Linked DNA regions of Zea mays: region 2 is linked to region 1. The links are chromatin contacts, called in public Hi-C maps. All regions are on one chromosome and are shown on one strand. Each heading gives the region's core, a stretch centred on a gene start, on an enhancer-like site or on the middle of the called end of the contact. The rest is flanking DNA. Distances are from core to core; before and after follow the strand shown. Region 1 has its middle 20 kb from the start of LOC100382314. Region 2 holds the start of LOC100501575.

Evidence for each region. Hi-C and Micro-C count contacts between places; a contact is called where the count stands out from the background.
Region 2: a Hi-C map of bundle sheath shows a contact between it and region 1, with 2.7 times the contacts expected there. The contact joins the promoter of LOC100501575 here to the enhancer-like site in region 1. A contact is called at or near these places in 5 of 25 Hi-C or Micro-C datasets (bundle sheath, endosperm, leaf and 1 more).

The regions. Positions count from the first base shown.
Region 1 is chr6:128,388,245-128,391,305 of Zm-B73-REFERENCE-NAM-5.0, forward strand. No RefSeq gene overlaps it. Among protein-coding and RNA genes, the nearest start is that of LOC100382314, 20 kb to the left of the region's middle. Within about 2 kb of position 1,572, at least 17 of the 20 cell types and tissues checked have an H3K27ac peak or open chromatin away from gene starts, as enhancers often do. A contact at or near this core is called in bundle sheath, endosperm and leaf, where this site is marked.
Region 2 is chr6:128,509,761-128,512,821 of Zm-B73-REFERENCE-NAM-5.0, forward strand. LOC100501575 reads left to right here and starts at 1,421. Exons shown (of 2, transcript NM_001196266.1): 1 at 1,421-2,314. The coding sequence starts at 1,568.

The DNA.
Region 1 (3,061 bases), core at 322-2,821:
ACATCACCACTTTGCAGACCAAGTATGCCACCTTGCTAGATGAGCACGGCGAGTTGAGATCTATGTCTAGCTTGTTAGGTGCGTGTACTGTTTGTCCTGGTTTGTAGACTGAGCTAGCGAAGAGAAATGCTAGGATAGCCTTGCTTGAGAAGGCTAGCTCAGTGAGTGTCCCTGCACCTGCGTAGTGTTCACTTTGTGAGGGTTTGCAGTCTGCTCTCAAGTCCTGCAGACATAACAAAGACCTGGATCGAGGAAGAAAACACAAACCTTCGTTCGGTCTTGAGTTGGGTGTTGTGCAGTGATCCCAATTGGGGATGGTGGCTAGTCATTTCAAGAGGGGAACTTGCGGACCGAGAATAGGGTTTGCTTCTAGGTCTAGGAACAACGCTCAACTTGGCAAGGTTGGTGAGTGGAGTGGATTAAAACCATCAGAGAAACCTTCAGCCACTCCCAAGCTTATCAAAATCATTCCACCTAAGGCTATCACCCCTGTGAGAGATGGTGATTGAGGAGCCTGTGAGTGCCCCTCCTCAGAAACAAGTGTGGGTTCCAAAACCTAACCACCTCATGAACACACTTGATACCCTTCCCGACATCTCCAGTGTCCCCCCTCCAAAAGCCAAGCCACTAAAAAAGAAAGCCCCATTCCATAAACAAAATCCACCTAAGAGAGAGGTGAGGTTCAAATGTGAGTATTGTGAGAGGGACGGGCATCTGGCTGCTTTTGCTTTAGGAGGAAGAGAGATGAGCGGCGGGCTTCTGAGCCAAACAGAAAGGACATGAACCACCTTTCTCGTGGTGTTCATGATCTTCCTATTCGAAGATGTCCTACGAGGCCTAGAGGTGCTTTGCCTCTTGTTGCTAGGCCTTAGGCAGAGAGACCACAAGGTGGTTGTGCCCTGTGGGGTGCTAGTCTTATGCCATATGGCCAAGGACCCATGATAGCGTCTTTGGTTCTTGCTTCCCTAGCGGGCCATAATTTCCTTCTTATGGAGATCGCTTACCTTGTAGACTGGGAGGGGTTGTGTTTTTTCTAACACTTTTTATGGGCAGATGACGCAACACTGGTATTATTCTCAGTATCCTAACCCTAGTGCTATGCTATTTGCTCGCCCGGGTCTTTCTATTGATGCAGAACGGAGGCCTGGAGAACACGTGGCTCGTGGATTCTGGCTGTTCGACTTCGCGCCCACGTGACTGGAAGAAACAAATGGTTCTCTAGCCTCGATCGCGTGATTGGTAGGGAATAGATCACATTTTCCCGGATGGCTGGATTGGCGACACGCGTCCATGCCAGGGCGCCTGCCCGGACCTGCAGCCACAGTTGTAACCCAGCAGGAGAGCACATGGTATAAACCTGTTTATACTTGTCGTAACTGAGACAGGAAGTACCGCGAAAACGAGATGGGGGTGGGTGCAGCTGCAACCTGACAGTCGGTACTCCACAGGATCGATGTCTCCGCGTCCAGGCAAGCCAGCCGTGCCGTGTCTCTGTGGCTCTGTGCAGTGTGGGAGAACGTGCAATTGCGAACGCGCAGAAAGAGGGACGGCCTGGCGCGTACGACAAGTACGCCACGCAGTTACTACGCCCCACCAGCGCGGCAGCAGTCCAGCACGGACGCGGCGGCCGGGCAGCCCCTGCACCCCGCGCGCACAGGCCTCGGCCACACGAGTACACCGACCGATCGATGAAGCACTGCGCGGCGGCCGGCATGCGGGCTGCTGCTACTAATAATGCGCCTCGCCAGGCAGCCCCGGACGGACGGTGCAGGTGGTGCTATCGCTTTGCCGTGCGCGTGCGATGCCTGTTGGATTTTTACGCTGAATCCTGTACTCGACCGCGTGCACCGGTCGACAGACGACTCGGTCACAGCCAACCACCAGCGCGTACCTGCCGTCGCCGGCCGCCTGCCACTGCCCCCGAGAAGGATTTACGGAGACCGGGACATCTTGTTTCTAGAAGCCGAGCTACCGTTTACCCGTCCACCTATGGATCGATGGCAGAGCCTTTTACACAAGTGAATTTGATCTGTCCCTCTCTGAAAATGATAATTATGCTATTTTGAATCGGTGTGCAGGTTCATCGAGCCCATCCGAGGACGCCCCCACGATGAGGATTCATGGAACGCAAAAAAACCACGTGACAAAGTCAAGCACGACCGAAAACTAGTGTTGCATAGAAATCTAGGTTTTATATCAATACGCGACACAAATTAAAAGAAGAAAACTATATAAACAAAAGAAGCAAACATGCCACTAAATTCTTAGTGATCGAATTGGTGTCGTAAGTATTTATTCAATGTATATCCTCGAATGGCGGGGGCACCGAGAAGAGGGCGGTGTCAGGAGGCCCCTTTGACACTAAGCAACGGCTCGCTGGTTCACTAAGCTTGCGGCCGCTGAGGATGGGTCGTATCATCGCGACGAGCGAGATCGGGCTTGCCAGACGTGTCGGCGTTGTGACGATGACAAGTGGGGTGAGGGCGTCGCGAGGGTTTGGCCGATTTAATCCACCTAAAACTTTATTTTTTCTATATTTAACATTAAATGAATATTAGATATAGGAGGTTTTATAAAACTTGAGGGGGCATGGCCACCTTTGTCCACCCTATGGATTCGCCCTGCTCATAGGAACCTTCGTCGTGTGAAGGTCAGCGCCTGCCTTGCACCATGCATTGGTTGGCTGTAATTCCCACTGTGTGTGTGACATAACTATGGTGTCGAGCCCTCGTCGGCCTGTGCTCTACCACAGTCTCGCAAGTGATCGTAGGACACAAATTGGACAGAGTAACGAGAGAGAGAGAGAGGGCAGAGAAGAAACCAACCTTCAGTTGAATATATGCGCAAGATACAGTCATATCCATAGGAACACTAATCCGTCTTTAAGATAAAAACTTATTAGCAAATGTCTATATATACGAAGAGGCTCATGTGCTTGAGAGATCATCTTAATCGCCACCATCGCCTCTCTTCCTAGGGTTGCACACGATTAAAATGCAAGCATAGTTCCTCTCGTTACTGAAAGGGAAATGTGCCCTTGGGCCATTTCTAAGTGTTTTGG
Region 2 (3,061 bases), core at 171-2,670, 120 kb after region 1:
CGGAAAGGACTAAGGATAGAAATAAAGAGAGATGAGAAACAAATAAAGGACGAGTGATAGAGATTGGACCGAGAAAAGGAGGAAGCTTGGTTAGAATTGTGGGACAGATGCTACGGGCTATAGCGCCGACTACGGACATGTTTGGCAGCAAGGGAAACGAAGGAGATTAGAGAGACTAGAATCCCCTCGCTAGCCTCTCCGTTTCCCCTGCTGAGTGAGACGTCTAATCTTACCGCTATAGAGCAGGGGCGTGACCCTAGAGTATGAAAGATGGAGTTAGTTTCCAAACGTAATTTTATAAGAACCGGCATGGCCTTGTCTCGTCGTCGCCTGTGAGCCTGCGTGCCCAAAATGTGAGTATGCGAGCGACACGGCAGCGGCACTGATCAATGCAATGCCACGTGCGCTTTGACATTTTGACAGGGTTGCGCTCGCGCGCGATACATACAGACAGATCAGCCCGGGTACCGTAGCCGGCCGTCCCGGCGTAAATTGACCTTGGCGATGGACGCTCCGTCCGCGCCGTGACAGGCGGACAGATGGAACAAGCCCTTCCCGCCGTGGCAGGCCAGGACAACGGCTAACCCGCACCGTCCCGGCGACCTTTGCCGCTAGCTGGGCGCTCGTTCGTGCCGTGACAGGCGGAGAAATGGAACAAGCAGTCCGCTCGAGGCGCCATCCGACTGGCGGCACCTGCATGCAGTTTGAAACTCGCAATGTCAACAACACCTCAATCTGGAGAGCACTGAGTGATATTTGTACATGCACGGTTAGCCGCCATCGGCAGAAACGGGACCCCATAACAAAAATAAGTAGCGCCTGTTTAATTTGTTTCCGTTAACCTAAATAGAGAGTTGAGTTCAGGAACTAAAATCCAGTCCCTAATATTTTTAGTTTCAGAGATTAAATAAAGGTTATTAAGGGCCTCTTCGGTTCCCTAGCCGGATTGTTTGTGTAATTTGTGCAAGTTTTGATCAACTGGACATCATTTGACTAGTATGTTTTTTTAAAGTTTACCAACAAGAGAGCTGATTGTTATATTAAAAAGGGAAGCCATGACATGCACTATATAGAGATAAATAAAAAAAATAGCCGCCACAACTAAAAGATTCTACGAGCAAAAAAAAACACTGTAGTAGTCGTTTAAGGTGCTTTCAGTCATATTTATGAAACGTTCGCACGTATCAACCGGAGGTATCAGTGATTTCGGTCATATGCCTAACAAATGTTTCTTTGTCCTTCATATGCCTAACAAAATATTTACAAAATGCATCCTTCCTTGTCCTTGAGCCGAATACTCACCGTCTCCTTTGACCTCGGCCCCAACCGGCCCTAGCAGTAGCAGCCTAGCCTTTTCCCCCCTTCCCTTTTTAATTCCTCCTTGACGCCCTAACCGGCTACGCACAAACAACGCCTCCAACGCGAGCTGCGAAAGAAGAGCAGGGGCAGGCCAAAACCAAGCGAAACACCAGCTGCGTCTGCGTGCACCACCCCCTCTACGGACCCACCCACCCGGAGCGAAGGGGAGACAGCAGCAGCAGCAGAAGCCGCGCGCGTGCAAACTGCAATGGGCAACAGCATCGGCGGGCGGCGCAAGGGCGCCAAGGTGATGCAGCTGGACGGCACGGCGTTCCGCGTGAAGCCGCCGGCGTCCGCGGGCACGGTGCTGCGCGACCACCCGGGGTTCCAGCTGCTCGAGTCGGAGGAGGTGAAGCTGCTGGGCGTCCGCGCCCGGCCGCTGGCGCACGACGCGCAGCTCCGCCCGGGCCGCCTCTACTTCCTCGTCGCGCTGCCCCGGCCGGCCGCCCCGCCGCGCCGCGCCTGGTCCGGCGCGCTCCACGTCGGCGCGCGGGAGCGGCTCGAGTCGCTCATGCTCACGCGCCGCTCCACCTCCGACCTCTCCCTCGCCGCCTCCGCGGGCACGGCGCCGCCGTCCCCGCTCTCCACGGCCTCCGAGGGCGGCGGGCCCGTCCGCCTCCGGATGCGCCTGCCCAAGGCGGAGGTCGACAGGCTCATGGCCGAGAGCCGCGACGCCGCCGACGCCGCTGCCAGGATCATGCAGCTCTGCGCCGCCGCCACGCCCGACCGGACCCCGCGGTTCGTGCCCACTCCGGACTGGGGCGCTGGCGCCGCCGCCGCCGCGTTCCCGCAGACGCCCGACCGGAGCCCCAGGTTCGCGGCGACGCCCGACTGGGGCACTGGGTTCATGATGCCGCCGGGCGCTGCGGCTGCGCCGACGACGCCGGAGAGGTGGCCCGCGCTGCCCCGCACTCCGGAGTACGCGTCGCCGGGCGTCAAGGCTAGCCGGAAAGAGGTAACGCACCGCGCCACGCCCTCGATCCCTCCTCGCAGATTACTGTTGTGGAACGTACAATTCCTAGATTGCACAGGCATCTCGCCATTCGCCTCTGTTCTTATTTTTTTTAAAAAAAATAGTTTATAATTATGAGAAAAAAAAAACAATGTCAATGTAAAAGGACATACGGAATATGCTTATCCCAACCCTGAGCTTCGAAATTTTGTCTAATAGACCTAGAATTTATAGACGTAGACATAGATGAGCCAACAAATCACAAGAGTCAATGGGTATTTTTAGGGAGTGTAGGCAATGATGAGGTAAGCAAAATTTTTAAAAATAGCAGAACACTGCAGCCGTTGAAAAAATCAATAATATTCAGTTTACTCAGTAACAGTCAAATGGTACCGTATGTACTGTGCGTGGAGTATAGATTGTGCAAGTAGCCGAGACGAAAGCGAGCGAAATAGGGATCACTTGTCTGAAACCACTCGGATACCTTACGTGTCCTTTCGGGCACCGGCCTGTGTTTTCGCTTTTCGGGAGTGCGTCCATCCAATACGCTGGCCATAGGCTATGACCAGCAGAACGAGCACTGCTGTTTCTAGAATAATAGAGTGAGATTTAAAATAGAAGATGAATATAAGTAATTGTTGATATAGTCTGTTAAGCGATGGGCCTATTCCATGTCACTGCTGTGCTAGCTAGCCTAGAGACTAAGATCACGTTTGGTTTCTTTAGTCCAGAAACTAAAATTTAGTTACG